2 separate regions of the Gossypium hirsutum genome follow, and region 1 is linked to region 2. The links are chromatin contacts, called in public Hi-C maps. All regions are on one chromosome and are shown on one strand. Each heading gives the region's core, a stretch centred on a gene start, on an enhancer-like site or on the middle of the called end of the contact. The rest is flanking DNA. Distances are from core to core; before and after follow the strand shown.

Region 1 (3,399 bases), core at 316-2,815, 300 kb after region 2:
CAATCTGTCAACTTCAAGCATCTTCTCTACTGTCAAGCTCAAGAGCTCATGAATAATCCCAACTGCCCGCTTCTCAAAACGCTCAATCCCTCCACAAGTACGAACTCTGAGAACCTCCTTGCTCACATAAGGCTTCAAATAGGGAAGCCTCTGCCAGTTCTTTAATTTCTCTCTATAACCTCCCTCTATCTTAAACCCTGTTGGAAAATTAATGGGAAATGCATAACTTGTCTCAAACTCACTCAACCATTTATCTACATATTCTTTTTCTCTCCATTTTTCAACTTCAGCCTTGGCCAAACTCTCATTCCTGTCAACCAGCTCAACAATTTCCAAATCAACTAACCTAAAATCCTTTGAATGTGTTCTTAAAATAGAATCTCTGAAATCCTCAGGCAAGCCAAGTTCTCTCCTAATTAACCTCAAAGCATGGACATGAAGTGTCCCATTTTTTGACATCATGAGCAGTTTCTTTACCTTTTGCACCAATTCAGGTTCATATTCTTTGACAATTTTTTCTTCCTCGTCAATCAAATCTCGCATTCTCTGAGTTATCTTGCAGCATAAATTCCTCCTAAGGGGGTGTACAAATAACTCAAAGACATGTGGATATTTGTGAAGAAATTCACCCATGCCCACATTCAGACCGACAATGTTTCTCCATCGTGACATCAGTTGCACAGAGACAAAGGGACCACGCTTTCGCTGGGCCATAAGCTGGTGGATGTTAAGGATGGTTTTGAGTTTGTTAATGTGCATCATGAGCTTGTCTAGTTTTAAATCTTTAGTTCTGGATTCTAGGCGAGTCTGAGCTGAAACAATTGGTTTTTTCCATCTCCTTTGAGAAAATGAATTGAATGGTCCAAATAATATTCCATTGCACCTTACACTTTTCAAAAAGATCATGCTTTCAAGACCTAGAGAACTTCTCAACTAGTCTCACAAGCTTCCTTCACCAAAAAGCTTTTTTGTAACTAAACAATGCCTACCTAATGTGCATGATAAAATGTTAATAAAGTAATAAAAAAAAAACTTGGAAAACCAATTAATACCTTTCTGAAGCTAAAACAATTTCTAAAATTTAACACGATGTACATGATAAAGTGTAAATAAAAAGTAAATTTAAACAAACCAAAACCAAAAAACATGAAAAATCTCACATACTTGCTAACCAGTTATATAAAATTGACATCAGCAGCAACCCATAGTTAGGAAAGCATGTAAATTCTTAATCTAAATCGAAAATCCGAATTCCAGGCCAGTTAATGAATAAAGCACATATGAACTACCCAAATTAAAATGTAATAGAAGATAAATTTCCCTAAGACTCACGGTAGCTGGCGAGTGAGTTGGCTGCTGGGTAAAGTGGCAGGCGTCGGTTGCTCGGTTACAGCCCCTGAGGAAAGGGTGGCCACAGTGGATATTTAGGGTTTGGGGAAATCAAATATCTGTAGAGCAGAACGGAGAGGCGTCTCGGCAGTCCAGGAAGTCGGGTTTTTTTTTTTTGTTGGGTCATGGGTGGGTGATTCCGGTATGGTTTATTTTACGGTTAATGCTTAATTTAGTCATTCAACTATACCAATTTTCTCACTTTAGATCTTAAAGTTTTTTTAATCTAGATTAGGACCTAATGTTATCTTCTGAAAAGCAGTTCAGTCCTTTAATGTAAAAAAGAAAAAATTGATTGAGCCTCCTACCATTTATTTTCCATCATTAGAAAATTTAAGAATATAAATGACTAAACCGCATTGCAAAAGATAACTTTAGTTGTTTAACTGAACCAAAAAATAAAAAATTTTAGGGGTGCTCGGGTCGGTTTAATTCCGGTTGGACCTAAACACAATATTAATATATTTTATGCTTATCCAAGCCTAGTCTGACCTAAAATTTGAGTTTAAAATTTTGCTAAAACCTATTAATATTTGTAAAAAATTAACCCAAACCTATTTTAGTCACATCCATATTATTTTTAATTTTAAAAAAAATATTTATATTATATTATTTTAATATTTAATAACTTGATACATTTTTTATTTATTGAAAATTTGTATATAGTTATCTTAACATTATTTTAATATTTACATTAAAGTAATATTATATATTTAGTATAAATTTATTTTTTAATGTATTCTAAATTATATAATATATAAAAATAACATAATATAAAATATTATAAACTTAAAACCGGTCAGGCTTGGACTTGAAATTTAAGGCCCAAGCTTGACTCATATTTTAAACGCGCTTAATTTTTTTGTTCAAATCTATTTTTCAAGCTTAATATTTTTAGTCAAATCTTCTTCAATTTTAAGCGAGCCTTCGGGACTGAATAGATAACCTAGTATATGAACAAGTCTACTTCAACTTTATAAAAAGAAGAATTACTTTAGCCCTCTATTTAATTTTTTACCTCTTTTAGCTCTTAAATTTATATTTTTTGTTAAATAACTTTAAAATAAAGAGTTAAATAATTATTTTTATAAAATTGAAGGGGGAAAAATGTTATTATGGGTAACTGAAAAAGGGTTTCTTTTCGGACATTCTTTATGATATTTTTTCAAAACATTAAATAAGCGAAATTAAATCTTAGTTTACGGGCTTTCATATATATTTTCTAAAAATATGCGTCACCTTTTGCTAATGTCAAATAATTTTCCAGTTGGGCAAGGTTTTATTCATGAAACATTCATGCTATATCGCAAGTGTATATATATATAACGAGAACATGCGATAAATCTTAAATTATTGAATGAAGAAACTCGACCAAATCTATCGTAAATATCATATGAAGTTGAGTAAGTGATGGATTCGATTACGCATTTCATTAAATGTTGTTGGAGCTAACTGCAACAAATAGCAAGGTTCAACAAAAAGCTTGCCGAGCAAGAATCGAGACTTGCGGCAGAAACAAAGAAGAAAAATGAAATAAATTTTAAGCAAAGCTAAAATAGAGAGTATATGGATGAAATCTTGATTGAATTCATTCATTTTTTTAAAATGGCATAAAGCCTATTTATACAAGCTTACAACTTGACAACTTAGTTGGAATACAACTAAGTTTCATCATTACATCCACTTAAAATAAATCACCACCTACTACCACTAACAAACTTAGTTGGAATACAACTAAGTTACATCATTACATCCAAATAATAATAATAATAATAATAATAATAATAATAATAAAACATGTGATTGCTACATGCTAACCATTGCTTCAATACTCCTCCTTGGTTTGCATGGAGCAAACACCTAGCTTCCTTCTTAGACATTCGAACCTTGTGACATTAAGGGCTTTAGTCAAAATGTCTGCAAGTTGATCGTCAGAATTACAATGGATCAGCTTCACTTCCTGAGCTTGCTCCATTTCTCGAACAACATGCAACTTGATGCTGAAATGCT
Region 2 (3,445 bases), core at 350-2,849:
GTTTAGGTTTTCAAAGCCTTGATCAATTTAATGTTGCCTTATTAGCCAAGCAAGGTAGCACTTTATTAATTTCCCAAATTCATTATTAGCACAGGTCTTAAAAGCTAAATATTATCCACAGTCAGATTTCATCTATGCACAGCTAGGGAATTTACCTTTTCTGACCTGGAAAAGTATTTGGGCAGCAAAAGGGCTAGTGCAAGATGGTTTATGTTGACGAGTTAGGAAAGGAGACCAAATTTCTGTTTGGAATGATCATTGGATTCCAGGTGTAGATATTGATAGAAGTAATGACAACATCAACAATATAGGAATTGAGTTAGTTTTGGACTTAATTGAAGCAACAAGAAGAAAGTGGAAAGCTGATCTAATTGAAAATACCTTTCGAGAAAATACTGTATAGAAGATTTTGCAAATTCCCCTGGCGGAAGAAGAACATAACAACTTCCATGTCTGGCGAGGAGAACATTTTGGCAAATTTACAGTCAGAAGTGCCTATAAACTATTACAAGAGGCAACTACGGATCCTAGGTCTTATTTAATACAGACCGAAACAAAAAATTTCTATAGGAAATTATGGAATTTACACCTCCTATCAAAAGTTGCCATCACTATATAGCGTCTTTTATGGAATTTTATCCCTACCCTAAAGAATTTAAGACTAAGAAAAGTGGCTTCAGATAGCTTATGCCCCCGGTGTCGAAATGGAGAAGAAGATAGCAACCATGTGTTTAGACAGCGCCCTATAACAATAGAAACATGGCAAAATCTTAATCTCTCATGGGTCACAAATAATGCAATTCCAAATCAGTGGTATTGGCTTACCTGGGTTTTTACCATAGGTAACAGTCAATAGTGTCGCCTTTTTTGCTGTGCTGCATGGGTGATATGAATTGCCAAAAACCAACTTGTTCATGAGGGGAAAATAACAACATGACAAGAATTATCAAAAAAAGTTTACAGTTACATAGCAGAAATAGATGGATCGGAAGAAAAACCATCTACTTTAGGTGATAACAGAAGTCAAAGACGGATCACAAGAAATACGACAGTAACTATCTATTTTGACGCAACATTTGATAGCAAATATTCAAGATCAACTTCGGGTCTGGTGGTGTGGGGGGGGGGAGATGGACGAGTTTCTTGCCTTAAAATCAGTACTCCACTCCGCAATATCGTCCCCGTTCATGGCGGAGGCATATGCAGGATTACAAGCAGTAAAGTTAGGGATCTCACTGGGTTTTCAGTCAGTTATTATAATGGGAGACTCAAAAACAGTTATAAAAAAATGCAACTTAACAACGACAGATAAGTCAGTGCTAGGGGTGGACATCCGAGATATTCAAAGAAAGAAACAATTTTTCCAAGAAAGCAATTTCAGTTTATTCACAGATCAGAGAATAGTCAAGCTCATGAACTTGCAACAGAAGCTTTAAGAAAGGGAGAGGAAACATACCTGGAGGATGCAGCCTTCACTTGCCTTCAGCGTGGAAATGAAATCTCCTAGGAAATTGCTATCGTTTTGAACGGCTGGCATGGGAACTTGAAACATCAGATATTAGTGGACACCAACTGTTTTGATACCGACTGAATTGGACGTTTGGATTAGATGGTTTTTGTTTCTTTCATTTTTCTGATTTTTTTGTTTAGTGTGGGCATCTTATCTTTTGGGCCAATTTTTCTTTTATTTTTAGGGTCCACTTTCATTGATCCAAAAGCCTCTATTATATTGCTCATTTTAAGATAAATAAAGTTTAGTCGGATTTTTCAAAAAAAAATTTGTCAAACAATAATATATGACAAGTGTGGTGACATATAGAGTGATTATATATGTAATTTAGAACGCATAATAATTGTATTTTTTTAAAATTTTCATTGCATAAGTCAAAATGAAGTCCCTCATAAATGTTAATAAATATTATATTAAAAAAGGAAACAATAATAAAAAGTTTAGTTCCCAAAAATAATGTAAAAATAATGAAAGAGTAGTAAATAAAACTACAATAAAACTACACCCATCAACTTTCATTTCCTATTTATATCCCCAAAATAAAGCATTTGTATTTCACACATTATTAAAGCTTAAGTTCATACGTCAAATTAAACAATACAAAATTTGGTCCTTGCCCATCAGTAAATGGGATGAAAACAAAGAAAGTTTCAATTATGGAAGAATAACAGAATGCAACGTAAGGACAGAAGATATTAGGTGCCACCAAAATTTGGATCTTTGCCCATCTGTAAATGGCTCCCTACTGCCCATGTAAATCTCAGTGCCTAATATATAATTATCTCTTTAATCTAGATGGAAATTCTTATTTTCTTTCATTGGCTTCTATTTATACTTGTTGTATGTTTTTTATTCTTCTTTATAGTAACATTTGAATACTGCAAAATATTTTAGATGAATGATTATTAACACCAACGAAAACATAAGAAAGTAGTGTCATTTTTTCGGATATGATTCTATAATATGTTATAGGATTATTTTATGTACTGGAATGTTAAAGTTGGGATTTTTTTAGACCATACCGGATATAAATTTTGAGGTGGAGGGGTGGCTGGAGTGCAAAGCTTCTTGTTGGCATGTAATTGGGGGGGGGGGCTTACAGGGTAGAAGCCAGGGGGGCTGGCATGGGCCCTGCCCCCCTAAAATGTAAAGTTACTCTTTTGACCCTTAATTTTTTTAAAAATTTTAAATTAGTAAAGGTAAAATTACACTTTAGCCCCCTTAAAATTATAAAAATTTGATTTAATCCATTACAAATTATAAAGATATAAACTATAAAAAATCAAAATTTTATTCGGCCCCCCTAACAATTTGTTCTGGCTTCGCCGCTAGGGGCTTACCTATGATATGCATAATTGCATAATGCAATGCAACAAATTGTATGATAATTCATTCATAATGGAGTAATGGATTACAGCATTATGTGACTTTCTAAAAAAAATGGAAGTTTAAAGAATTGGCTACCTATTATGGTTGCTTTTAGGGTCCGCATGTTATTTTAAATGGTCTAATTTTAGATTTGCTGCATCATGATTTGCAAGTTATATTGTTAAGTCCCTATTTATAATCTAAATATACTATTTAACTCTTTTTTTTTATTATTCTTTTCGTTTCTTATTATTTATGATATAAGTGTCATGAAAGCTAATAGTTTTTGTGATGCTTCTATAGCTATAGTAACCTTTATTATAAAAACAAAAGTAACCAAAAATCCCTTTGTCAAATGTCACAAATAGACAAATAATTAGTTGTTTTTTCTCAAACTTTGTGACGTTCTATAAACAACATGAATGAAAACCTTTTGTGACCTTTTGTCCTAACGATTGTATGTGCCACAAATATGTTTTTTGCTTATGTTAGTAAACGTGACACTTGGAAATGTCACAATTTTGTTACATTTTTAGAAACTTTTCATGACGCTTTAAAGCATTACAA

Evidence for each region. A called contact is a pair of places that touch in the nucleus more often than the background predicts.
Region 1: a contact with region 2 is called in a Hi-C map of leaf, with 2.7 times the contacts expected there. The contact joins the promoter of LOC121228873 here to the promoter of LOC107916628 in region 2. A contact is called at or near these places in 7 of 34 Hi-C or Micro-C datasets (anther, hypocotyl, leaf and 1 more).

Annotation. Positions count from the first base shown.
Region 1 is chrA01:16,293,880-16,297,278 of Gossypium_hirsutum_v2.1, forward strand. It overlaps LOC121228873 (protein ROOT PRIMORDIUM DEFECTIVE 1), which reads right to left and starts at 1,566. Exons shown (of 3, transcript XR_005926408.1): 1 at 1,333-1,566; 2 at 1-989.
Region 2 is chrA01:15,995,407-15,998,851 of Gossypium_hirsutum_v2.1, forward strand. LOC107916628 reads right to left here and starts at 1,600. Exons shown (of 4, transcript XR_005926399.1): 1 at 1,457-1,600; 2 at 826-875; 3 at 382-743; 4 at 1-242.